Linked DNA regions of Mus musculus: region 1 is linked to region 2. Evidence: chromatin contacts called from public ChIA-PET data. All regions are on one chromosome and are shown on one strand. The core of a region is the stretch at or near the end of the contact, and the rest is flanking DNA. Distances in the headings are between cores, read along the strand shown. Region 1 holds the start of 4933401H06Rik (RIKEN cDNA 4933401H06 gene). Region 2 has its middle 66 kb from the start of Slc39a8.

Region 1 (6,365 bases), core at 3,340-5,839, 82 kb after region 2:
GGTCCCTGTGACTTTTGTTTTGAGAAAGGCTCTAACACTTTACTTCTCTTCATCAAACTCTGGTACTAAGTTCCTGAAGAGGTCAACCATAGGCATAGACTCTAATGAAAGAAACAGAGCACTTGAACACATATTGGAATTATTCCTTACCTTCCAGAGGACTTCTCAGGCTATATGTAGGCATTGGCTCTGCTCTATTGTTTTTCTAAACTTTACACCATTACTAAAATATGAGTGGCCTTAGGAGTCCATTTTGTGCTTCTAGAAATTGATTAGATCATGGTTTTTAAGCTTAGATCTACTTCTAAAGCCATGAAAAATCTAGATATGGATGTTGTAAGCCAAAGAATCCTGGGCCCTCTTAGTTCAGTTGAACCTTATTAGTTGGAAGAAAAAGAAGAGAACAGCCGTTTTAGTCTCACTGGGAAGAAAAAAAACAAACCACATGGCTCTTTCTGGATGGGAGAGGAAAACATTAGGCCAGGCTTCCGACTGGACAGTAAAGTCAGAAGTCTGATTCTGAGATGAGAGACAGATCATGTGCCCCATAAATTAATCGTGTGTTGTATGGCACACAGACGCTTCTGTTCAAGATTCTGTGGTATCAGTACTACTAGATCACTGGGTTTGTGTATAGAAGCATGGCGGATTATGGTTTCCCTCAAGAGGTGTGCTCAGCATTCAGCACATGCCACTTCTCCATCTATTAATATAAGACACAACCACTGGCTCTGTTCTTGATCTTGGGATGTGCACCATCAAAGTAAATGTGGGCAGTGTCTTCACTGCAGCAGGAAGCATCGAATTCCTATTATTCTAATAGGAACAATGGCTAGCACTTGAGGAGTGCATCTTATGTGCCAGCCATTGTCCTTAATGCTTCCTTCTGTACCATCTTGTTGGTTCTCACAGTCCTCTGGGGAGATGGGTCTTTCAACTTTGCCTCTCAGTTCTTTTCCCTTGTTGATCTGAAGCAAAGGTGATGCCTCAAACAGTTGTGTGTCAAGTTGACACACAAGTCAGTTATGCTGGCTAATTTTATGTCAACTTGACATAGGCTAGAGTCATCTGAGAGGAGGGGACCATATTGAGAAAATGTCTCCACAAGATGGGGTTATAGACAAGCCTGTAACACATTTCTAAATTAATTTTCTTAAGAGATTGATGGGGGAGAGCCCAGACAATTGTGGGTGGTGCTTTCCCTAGGCTGGTGGTCCTGGGTTGAGCAAGCCATTGGGTTCGAGCCCGTAAGCAGAACCCCTCCTTGGCCTCTACATCAGCTCCTGCCTCCAGGTTCCTGACCTGTTCGAGTTCCTTCCTAACTTCCTTCAGTGACAGACTATGAATGCAGAGGCATAAGCCAAATCTGCCCTTTCTCCCCCAGTTTGCTTTTTGACATGGTTTGGGTTACTAAAAGCAGGGAGGTAGCTGTCTGCTTTAACAGATGCCCGAGTTAACGTGGATTTCCACGTGTGCTGCTGCATTCAGTCTATCGTGACTTGAGCTATGCAGCCTCGATCGATCACCCATAAAGGAGTGAGGAAAGGAGAAGCAGTTAGCAACATAATGAGAATCATTTGACCGCACCCTTTCTCTGCCAGGGACCGAGCAACCTAGGTGTACCCAGGGCTACGGTTTGAGAACCAGAATATCTGTGTTGGACAAATGCTGTCCTTGTATGCAGTCATGAGGAGGTTTGAGGGTGAGCTGAAGATGTTTATCCCATGTACCTACAGAGAGAATGAGTAGGAGGTCTTCGGTGAACAGCAAGGCAAAAATGACCCTTTGAACTTAGACAACAGATTAAAAAAAAATCCACGTCTATCTTATAGTGACACAAAGTATGGGGGCTCCTGCTATTGCGACAGGTCAGGGTTGAGAGCAGGAACCCAGAGCAAGTGTCTGGTTTGACACTAGACCTCTCTTCATGGGTTGGAGGTCTTGAGAGATGGATAAAGGGTAGGATGGAGCTGGGAGACGTGCCAGTCCCCATGGTGGAGTCTGCAATCCTCTTTGAAAATGCAAGCTTATCTTTGAAAATTCTTTTTATTTCCTGTTTTTTTCTTTGGTAAAATCAACTTCCAAATTTGGAGCTGTGACGAAAGGATGGACCATCTAGTGATTGCCATATGCAGGGATCCATCCCATAATCAGCTTCCAAACGCTGACACCATTGCATACACTAGCAAGATTTTGCTGTAAGGACCCAGATATAGCTGTCTCTTGTGAGACTATGCCGGGGCCTAGCAAACACAGAAGTGGATGATCACAGTCAGCTATTGGATGGGTCACATGGCCCCCAATGGAGGAGCTAGAGAAATTACCCAAGGAGCTAAAGGGAACTGCAACCCTATAGGTGGAACAACAATATGGACTAACCAGTACCGGGGAGCTCTTGTCTTTAGCTGCATATGTATCAAAAGATGGCCTAGTCGGCCATCACTGCAAAGAGAGGCCCATTGGACTTGCAAACTTTATATGCCCCAGTACAGGGGAACGCCAGGGCCAAAAAGGGGGAGTGGGTGGGTAGGGGATTGGGGGTGGGTGGGTATGGGGGACCTTTAGGATAGCATTGAAAATGTAAACGAGGAAAATACCTAATTAAAAAAAATCAACTTCCAGTTCATCCTCCATGTAAAAACCTAGAAAAAGAGATGAAAATAAAAGAGAAAATAATGAGTCACTTTTTTGTTTTTTTTTTCTTTTTAAAAATTTGATATTTTCTTTATCTACATTTCAAATGTTATCTCCTTTCCTAGTTTCCCCTCTGAAAATCCCGTATCCCCTCCTACCTCCCCCTGCTTCCCAACCCACCCACTCCTGCTTCCTGGCCCTGACATTCCCCTATAATGGAGCATAGAACCTTAACAGGACCAAGGGCCTCTCCTTCCATTGATGACCGACTAGGCCATCCTCTGCTACATATGCAGCTAGAGCCATGGATCTCTCTGCGCAATTTCTTTGATTAGTGGTTTAGTCCCAGGGAGCTCTGGGGGTACTGGTTAGTTCATATTGCTGTTCCTCCTATGGGGCTGCAGACCCCTTCACCTCCTTGGGTACTTTCTCTAAGCTCCTTCATTGGGGACCCTGTGCTCCATTGAATGGATGGCTGTGAGCATCCACTCCTGTATTCGTCAGGCACTGGCAGAGCCTCTCAGGAGACAGCTATATCAGGCTCTTGTCAGCAAGCTCTTGTTGGCATCCACAATAGTGTCTGGTTATGGGATGGATCCCCATAGAAACACAAGTACATTGTTTAAAATTGGGAAAGCTAGATAAGCAGAAAGGAAAAAAAAAACCACTCATAATTTAGGACCTAGATACGAACATTCTCAACATATGGGCGTCTTTGTCTGTAAATTGCACTTTACCTGCCTTGTCGTAGCAATGCTATCTCTACACACGGCTTCATAAGGAGTTTTTCCTAATAGTGTCTAATTCATTAGACATTTTTGTCTTTATAATAATATATTCTAGAGAAGAAGTCTTCATATGCTCTTCAGAAAGACTTGGAAGAATGTATGTGTGTATGTGCACATGCATGCATGTATGTATGTATGTATGTAAGCATATTTGTACGTGGCCACGTATCTGTGTGATCTGATATATGTGTATTTCAGTATGTTTTAGTGCGTGTGTATGTGTGACTGTGAGTGGTGTATGTGTATATCTGCGTGTTCCTATGTGTGTATATATGTGTGTGTGTGAATGTGTGTTTGCGTGTGTTTCTGAATACATGCGCACCATTCAGCCCTAAGTAAGAAGCATAAGAAGGCGTGAGATAAAAATGGAAGCACTGATATCAGAGAATACTTGTCATCCCTAGTTCGGCCTCCTAGAGGATTATTCGTCTGGAGTGTTTCTTGCTCAAACCTTCTCTTTTAATGGTGTTAAGAATGTGTCCAAAAGTCAAGCCAAGAAAGATTGTGTCAACTCTGAAGAGGCACTTACAATGGTAGACTTGGGAGAGGCTGGTAGACAGCGAGCTGGAGACGCGTAAAGGGAGGGACACCAAGGTGTCTGGTCACCGAGTTAGGTAATCCCGTCATCACAGCGGACAGATCTGCCGTTTTCTCGTCCACTCCTGCTTCGAATGTTCCTGTTGTGTCATGCCTGTAAGCCACCAACCAGACTTTGTGACACCTGTCAGTGACCCTTGAAGAGATAAATCGGTGAAACGATCGCTTTTCTTCCAGGTTAGAAGAGACTTCCCGATAGTTACTTTCAAAGCTGCACTTTAAATGGTTGGGATCTAAGCTAGGTGCCCCACACTAATCTACTGTCACGGAGATTTCTGCACCTGTTTTGTTTCAGTTACTCTTGTACCTTTGGTTACATACACAAGCAGCCAAGAGCTCATCACTCCTTTCCACTTTATTTATCCCTGTTTTTATTTTATTCTTATTTTATTTTATTTTATTTGTCACCTGTCTACCAGGAACTGTTATGCGCCAGGCATTGTCAGAGTCCTATTAGTAAATATTACGGTAACATGAGCTCGTGGGATCTAGGTGGCTGCTTTCTCATCAGAGAAGCATTTTCAGTCTTCACATTTTCCTTCTTTAATGTAATCCATTGTCCTGGTCTCACAGAGTACGTTACATTACGTTACGTTACGTTATGTTACGTATGCAACGTGCGCAGCGGCAGTTCAGGTGCACTGACAGGCTGCCTCTGCTGTAGGAGAGAGTCCCGGATCTAAACAGCTGTAGAGAGTCTGTATCCAGATGGTCCACATTCATTGCTGGAAGCACGTGACCACGCCGGGCTCTCCCCAGCTGTGTTAGGAGTCTGAGCCTATGTTTGAGACATTGGGGTCAGTTGTTAGTTTCTGTTGCTTGAATGAAACCTTTGTGGACCCCAGCTTTCCCATTTGAAAGATGGGGATAGAAGGGAGAGATAGAACTGTATTTAAGTGATCTCTGTTCCCCACCTCCCCCGTCCCCACTCACAAGGATCCTAAGTAGTTTAAAGAGCAATTTAACTTTATGACCCTAAAAACTAGTAGGCCCAATAAAATACAGTTCCCTGCAGGATCCTGTGGATTTTCTTTTTATTATTTGAGTTACTCTCCATGTTTAATGAAGAAGACATAACAGTCAATCTCTAATTGCTTAGTAACGGGAAAACATGAGACTTGAATCTTCTCTTCACCTCCTATGAGCTAATCTTGGACAATTTATATTCCCAAGATGTTATTTCTTTGTCAAGGACCAGCCTTGGCATTGGAGTGGGGTTCTGAGAGAAGGGGTGTCTGGGAGTGGCAGAAAGAACGACTCAAAGTCAAATCATGGGTTCAAGCTGCCCACTCAGGTTCTGCTGAGATGGCTTTCCAGTCAGTCAGTCAGTCTGTCTGTCTGTCTGTCTGTCTGTCTGTCTGTCTCATCTAAAAACTGTCTGGTTGAGACAGCTCTCTCTGTAGGTAAAAGTTCTAAATGCTGTCTGGGTTTAGTCAGAGAAGCTGCTATAAAAAATTATTGGATCTTCCGACTAAGTCAGAAATCTTGGTAAGAAAAAATTCTTGAAGAGCTGTTTTGCTCTCCAGAGATTTCTAGAGAGCCCAGCTCTCACTAGAGAGAATTTCTAAACAACTGCTATCGCCTTTTGCTAGCTCATCTCATGCAGACCAAAAGCCCAGTTTTTTAATTTACATATCAATTCAGTTATTTATTCCAGGTTTCCTTTTGATTATATTTTGAATCAACATCCCGTGACCGCAGTCCTTTGATTCTTAAAAGACTGTAAGCATACATGCTGATCTTGAACTCAGGAATCTGCCTGCCTTTGTGTCTTTCTGACAGTCTAGCTCAGAGTGTAGCTGCCTTTGTTCCTTTAGATTCATGAAGCCCCCATAATTCATATTGCACTCTTATGTTTTGCATAGTTGAGAAATTATATATATTTTGAACTCATGTATTTATAGGTCTTTCCCATAGCCTTAAGGGCTGTCCTGAAGGTCCCAGCCTTTACCATTTTGCTGAGACATTAGCCACACCTTCTTCACCTGGACCCATGTTGTCAGATTATCCTGGAGACATTAATGTTAACAAAGAAGACATTCCTAGGAGGAATGTGAAATATGTGCATTATTATACAAACAAGCCTTATGCCCACAGCAGTCATCCATACTCGTGGAGGTTCACAACGGGGCCATGTCCCAGAGGCAAGAATCATATCACCAACTTACTCTGTCCCTGCCAGGGCCACACCTGGCTCGGCATCTCCTGGAGGTTCACACTAGGGACCTGCCCCAGGGTCAGGAGCCATGTCACTCTGTCCCCACCAGGGCCACGCTTGGCTTGGCATTTCTTCATCCACATTTTTCTGTTAATAGTAATTAATGTGCTATAGCTTTTGTTTCTCAG
Region 2 (6,591 bases), core at 517-3,016:
CCTTTGAGTTTGGTTGGTCACTTAAAATTTTGTAACCATAGTTGAAATCCTACATTCCCACCCTGGATGCTGTGTTTCTGAGTAGGTTGAATGACTTCTTTCATCTATGCAGTCAGTGTGAACCCTTTTCCCAGCCCAATTCACACACATGACTACTTTTTTTTTTCCTTTTAAATTCTTCCTACAATTGTTTCTATGGCAATCGTCTAAAAGAACTATTTCTTTTACTTTTGGAAGTATATAATTACATCATTTCCCCCTTCCCTTTTTTCCCTCTAAGTACACACACACACACACACACACATACACATACACACACACACACACACACACACATTTATGGCCTATGACAATCTTATTTAAAATATCACAACTTGGCCAGGTGGTGCAATATAAGAAGAGCTGCAAAAATTTTATTGTAAAAGAAATTTGGTTGTAAACACTTTACAGCTTAAGGAGAATCACAACACAATATTTTGTGAACTGTGCCAATTGGTTTGAAGAACTGTGAGAGATCCAGCCGTTTGTTTTCTTATAAACAGGCCCTGAGTCTGCTTCTCCTTACTTTCCCATTACCCTACAAACCCTTTTGTTAGTCCTTTGTTAGATAAGCTTGTTTGACCAGGTGTAGAATTCCTGAAATGCTTCAACAGCTAAATGTTGTTTCTCTTGCAAACAAAGTCCTCTCCCTGTCCTTGATGCTTTCTAACTGTGAGGCTGAACCTTCGCCAGTGAGGAACTGTTACCATCCTTGTTGGTTAGGCATAAAATACAGAGACAGTCTGAGCCATGTTGCTACTCAGTGTCCTGGTTTGGGAATATGGCACACCCTTTTTATAAAAAGAGATCACCTTGCCAGATCACTTTCACCTTGCTTCTGTGCTTCTGTGTGACACTGAATACTCCTTTCTAACATAACATCCTCTGAGGTAGGCCTTACCATGTAGGGAATTCTCGTTTGCTATCCAACTTTTCATTCAGATAGTCCCCAGATAAAGCTACAAATCTGCAATAAGGAAGCCAGATTGCTTATAGTATTTGTAAGCAGAAGTTTCTGGAAGGAATCTACACCTTCCACACTAAATAACTGGTGAGAACTTCATTGATTGTGAAGAGCTTGGAATGTTACAGGTCCAAAGCCAAATTATCTTGGGCAATCTTTAGGCTCTTAACAGCTGTGTATTCACTCTCCTCTGTACCTTACAGCTTTGTTACCTTTAGGTTAAATTTTTTGGGCTGTGCAGATTGACACCTACCCCTCAACTCACAGGGTTTGAATATCATGACACAGCATCTGAGGCTTATAATAGACATTTCTCCTGCCCTGCTTTAACTCATTAATGTTTTCTACCAATGAACTTAAAAGTGTCTTGGTTTAAGACTTGCATTTTTTTTTTTCCGGTTACTGAAAAACCTTTATGATACTGTTTCTGCACTGGAAAATGGGATTTAGGGTGACTTAAATTTGTGTTCCCAGATCATGGTCATTTGTATCTGGTCTAGAATAAACTATTTCTCATCTCCTTGGAGGTGCTTTTGAGTCACACGAAGATATTTACAAAGATATGACAGGGAAAGACCATGCAGAGATTCATCTATCTTGTGTTCTTGTGGAGGCCATTTTAGATTTAACTAGAATTTGATCTCCTGGATGGGAGGCCTCATAGAACCTAACTCTCTAATCTAGGAACCTAAAGTCAAGATGCCCTAGCTAACTTATTTATCTTCTGTTAAACTGTCTGTTTGTGCAAACTTCCTCTTCCAGCTAACTGCTTATCTTAGCTTCCATGAAACTGCTTGCTTGTGCAACCTCCCCCTGCAGCTTCAGAGACAGACACCAGGATGTAGTTTTTGCCTTAAACAACCCCTCACTCTAAACACTTGGTGCTGTACTTGGGTCCCAAATACTTAAGTGTCGTCTCAGCTAGCTGACATGAAGACTTTCAGTTGGCTATAAACTGTGTCTGAGTGTTCCTCTCTAATGAGATGCCTGTATCAAAGGAATTTCTGCTTGCAGAATTGATCTTCACTTAGATTTTCCTTCTGATCGATACCACTAGAAATTATGCTACTGCTTAACCCGAGTCATCTCTGGCTCCTTATTGATTTTTGCATGTTACAGTAAAATGCCATGAAATCAAAAACTGAAATTTGAAATCGCACAATAAACAGGATTGTATACAGTTGTTGAACACATTGATGAACCTCCCAATATAAAAAAGTAAATCTAGCATAATTAAAGAAGTTAGCAATGGAGGAGGGCAGTAACCTTCCCAGGCAGGAAATAATAAAAATCAAAAGGTTGATTTCACTACAAAGGATTAAGACGGGCACTTTGGGGAATGATGGAGCAAAATGATGGTCTTCACATCACCCTACACAAATCAGAGGAGGGCGACATCATATTTTGTTGGAAAAGAGTCACCAATGAAACCCCCAAATTCAAACATGGTTTGCCTTCTACCCTATTTCTATTTGACCAAGGTAGAGGAAGTTAAGTTTGTGGCATACAATCACAACAATTCTATCAGGCCTGTCTCTTGTATTTATCTGTTTGTCTTTGTATATTATTTCCCTAATCTGTTCTTTTTTTTGTTTTTGTTTTTGTTTTTTTTGTTTTTTGTTTTTTTTCAAGACAGGGTTTCTTTGTGTAGCCCTGGCTGTCCTGGCGCTCATTTTGTAGACCAGGCTGGCCTCGAACTCAGAAATCCGCCTGCCTCTGCCTCCTGAGTGCTGGGCTTAAAGCGTGCACCACCATGCCCGGCTCCCGTTCTAACCTCATTCCTGTAATGCTGGTGTGCTGGGCTCTCCTGACACCGCCCCCTTCTTAGAAAAAGTACATCCCAGTCACCCCTGCCTGAATCATCTGTGTCCAAATGCACACGATCTATGTGCTGTACTCTTGTCAGACACGTTTGCTGTTTGGTAAGTGGTAGAAAGTCTTAGGTAGGAGAAAAGGCAAACGTCTTTGTCAAATCTTTGCTCTCAGTGTAATTGTCATTGGCTCTGGTTAAATGAGGCACTATTTCTGGTCATCAATAGTTCTTTGATTTCTGAATGTGCCCATTTCTCCCTTCTGTTTTGTTAAGAAAGGAAAAGGAAAATGCCAGGACTCTTGGTTCTTGAGGAGCCAACACACAATTGTCCTTCACAAATAAGGTTTATTAGGGGAAAGGACCTCAACCGTGATCAGGCCTTGAGGTGAAAGAACATTGGAGAGGGAACAGGACCATATAGTAAAAGCAGAGTAAGGGCTCTAAAGGGGAAACTGGAAGGGAGCTTCATTACAAGGTGGAGCTTACCTCCTCCTACTCTTCCATAAGAGTCCCCATGCCCCATCCACTGTTTGGCTGTGGGTGTCTGCATCTGTGTGAGTCAGTGGTGAGTGGAGCCTCTCAGAGGACAGCCACGCTAGACTCCTGTCATTCATGTCCTTGGGACTGGGTTACTTCACTCAGGATGATGTTCTCAAGATCTATCCACTTGCCTGCAAAACTCATGTCTTTGTTTTTCATAGCTGAATAGTATTTCATTGTAGATATATACCTCATTTTCTTTATCCTTTTTTTCAGTTAAGGGACAGAAGTCTCTGTTTAGCTCTGTGCCACATTTTTTAAGTTAGGTTACTTAGGTTGTTGATGTTTAACTTCTTGAGTTCTTTATAAATTGTGGATATTTGTCAGATGTAGGGTTGCTGAAGACCCTTTCCCAATCTGCCATTTTGTCCTACTGACAGTGTCCATTGCCTTACAGAATAGAAGGATGGATCACATCCCCTAAGGGGATAAGGAACTCCATAAGAAGACCAACGAATAAACTAACCTGGACCTGTGGGGTTCTCAGAGCTCAAACCACCAACCAAAGAGCATACACTGGCTGGACCTAGGCCTTCCCATTCATATATAGCAGATGTGCAGCTTGGTTTTCATGTGGGTCCCAAACAACTGGAACAGAAGCTATCTCAAAAACTGTGGCCTGTCTGTGGGATATGTTCTTCTAGATCAGTTGCCTTGACTGGCCTCAGTAGCAGAGGAATTGCCTAGCCTTCTAGAGATGTAAAGTGCCAGGGTAGGGGCATAACCCTGGGGGCCTCCACCTGCTCAAAGCAGAAGGGGATAGGAGATGGGGGAATGATCATGGGAGGGGGTGACCTGGAGGTGGGCAGTGAGTGAGATGTAAAGTGAATAATAAAAGGTAAATTAAAAAATTAAAAAAAAAAAAAGAAGGTAGAGCTTAAAGGTCAAGAGAGTCCTCGTCTTCCAGTCTGGGCCAGAGCCCATGAGCAGACCTTGGGCTCGATCTCTTCAGCCAGTCCCACAACACCCAGAGGAAGCTCCACTCCCAGGTGCTCTAACACACCCAGGATCCCAGGATTCCAGGATCCTAGGGTCCCAGGGGCTTGGTCACACGAGGTTCTCAGGGTATCAGAGGCAGCTTGACTCCCAGGAGCTCTGATACACTCAGGATGTCAGGATCACAAGATCCCAGAATCACCGGATAACAGAGACGTCTGGACTCTGAGGAGTTCGGACACAACCAGGATCACTAGAAGAACAGGCTCCAGTCAGATATAACAAGGGCAGGTAACACTAGCAAGAACCAGATGGCAGGAGGCAAGGGTAAGAACATAAGTAACAGAAACCAAGGTTACTGGGCATCATCAGAACTCAATTCTCCCAACATAGTAAATCTTAGATACTCCATCACACTGGAAAAGCAAGATTTGGATCTAAAATCACTTCTCATGATGATGATAGAGCACTTTAAGAAGGGCATAAATAACTCCCTTAAAGAAATACAGGAGAACACAGGTAAACAGCTAGAAGCCCTTAAAGAGGAAAGACAAAAATCCCTTAAAGAATTACAAGAAAACACAATCACACAGGTGAAGGAAATGAACAAAACTATCCAAGATCTAAAAATAGAAATAGGAACAATAAAGGAATCACAAAGGGAGACAGCCCTGGAGTTAGAAAACCTAGGAAAGAGATCAGGAGTCATAGACACAAGCATCACCAACAGAATACAAGAGATAGAAGTGAGAATCTCAGGTGCAGAAGATATCATAGAAAACATTGACACAACAATCAAAGAAAATGGAAAAGGCGAAAAGCTCCTAACCCAAAACATCCAGGAAATCCAGGACACAATGAGAAGACCAAACCTAAGGATAATAGCTATAGAAGAGAGCAAAGATTCCCAACCTAAAGGGCCAGTAAATATCTTCAACAAATTATAGAAGAAAACTTCCCTAACATAAAGAAAGAGAAGCCCACGAACATAAAAGAAGCCTACAGAACTCCAAATAGACTGGACCAGAAAAGAAATTCCTCCGGTCACATAATAATCAAAACACCAAATGCATAAAACAAAGAATATTAAAAGCAGTAAGGGAAAAAGGTCAAGTACCATATAAAGGCAGACCTATTAGAACTACACCAGAATTCTCACCAGAGACTATGAAAGCTAGAAAATCCTGGACAGATGTCATACAGACCCTAAGAGAACACAAATGCCAGCCCAGGCTACTATACCCAGCCAAACTCTCAATTACCATAGACGGAGAAACCAAGATATTCCATGACAAAACTGAATTTACACAGTATCTTTCCACAAATCCAGCTCTACAAAGGATAATAGTTGGAAAACACCAACACAAGGAGGGAAATTACACCCTTAAAAAAGCAAGACAGTAATCTTTCAACAAACCCAAAGGAAGATAGCTACACAAACATAATTCCACCTCTAACAACAAAAATAACAGGGAGTAACAACCACTTTTCCTTAATATCTCTTAACATCAATGGATTCAACTCCCCAATAAAAAGACGTAGACTAACAGACTGGATATGTAATCAGGACCCAGCATTTTTCTGCATACAGGAAACACACCTCAGTGACAAATCAGACACTACCTCAGAGTAAAAGGTTGGAAAACAATTTTCCAAGCAAATGGTCCCAAGAAACAAGCTGGAGTAGCCATTCTAATATTGAAAAAAATTGACTCAATAGAAACAGATGTATAAAAGTTGGGGTCATAGACAGATGCACTTAGAATTTAAAACGAGCATAATGCATAGAATCAAACACTTATCTAGGACTGATTGGCTATTCTGGGTCTTTTGTTGTTTCATATCTAATTGAGTGAGATGAGGATGTTGATTGTGATTTCATTGAATCAGTAAATTGTTTTGGTAGGAAGGTCTTTTTTCACAATGTTAATTCTACCATACTGTACGCTTGGGAGGTCTTCAAATTCTAGTATATTTCTTAATCTCTTTCTTCACACATTTAAAGTTTTCATTGTAGAGGTTTATTTTTTATTTTTTTTTACCTCTTTTGTTATGTATATTCTAAGTATTTTATTTTATTTGAGAAACTGGGAAGAGGAGCATGTCCATGATCTCTTTCTCAGCATGCTTGTTACTCATGTGTATTAAGACTGGTAAATTTTGTAAGTCAAGTATGTATCATAATACCTTTTCAAAATTATTGATAATTTTTACAATATTTCTAGCCAAGTTTCGGGAACATTGGATATAAGATAATATAATCTTCAATTGAAAATAATTTGACTTAATATTTTCCTGT

The links. ChIA-PET counts read pairs in DNA pulled down with a chosen protein or histone mark.
Region 1: a contact with region 2 is called in an SMC1A ChIA-PET map of the G1E-ER4 cell line, with 5 read pairs. The contact joins the promoter of 4933401H06Rik here to the enhancer-like site in region 2. A contact is called at or near these places in 1 of 15 datasets of contacts at CTCF or cohesin (the G1E-ER4 cell line), 2 of 484 Hi-C or Micro-C datasets (the N1E-115 cell line and bone marrow-derived macrophages) and 1 of 115 datasets of contacts at active chromatin or transcription factors (extraembryonic endoderm stem cells).

The regions. Positions count from the first base shown.
Region 1 is chr3:135,835,680-135,842,044 of GRCm38.p6, forward strand. It overlaps 4933401H06Rik (RIKEN cDNA 4933401H06 gene), which reads right to left and starts at 4,590. Exons shown (of 5, transcript NR_040540.1): 1 at 4,428-4,590; 2 at 3,952-4,155; 3 at 2,598-2,642. The region is part of intron 2 of Slc39a8 (solute carrier family 39 (metal ion transporter), member 8); the gene reads left to right.
Region 2 is chr3:135,756,330-135,762,920 of GRCm38.p6, forward strand. No RefSeq gene overlaps it. Among named protein-coding and RNA genes, the nearest start is that of Slc39a8, 66 kb to the right of the region's middle. Within about 2 kb of position 1,767, at least 10 of the 459 cell types and tissues checked have an H3K27ac peak or open chromatin away from gene starts, as enhancers often do. A contact at or near this core is called in the G1E-ER4 cell line, where this site is marked.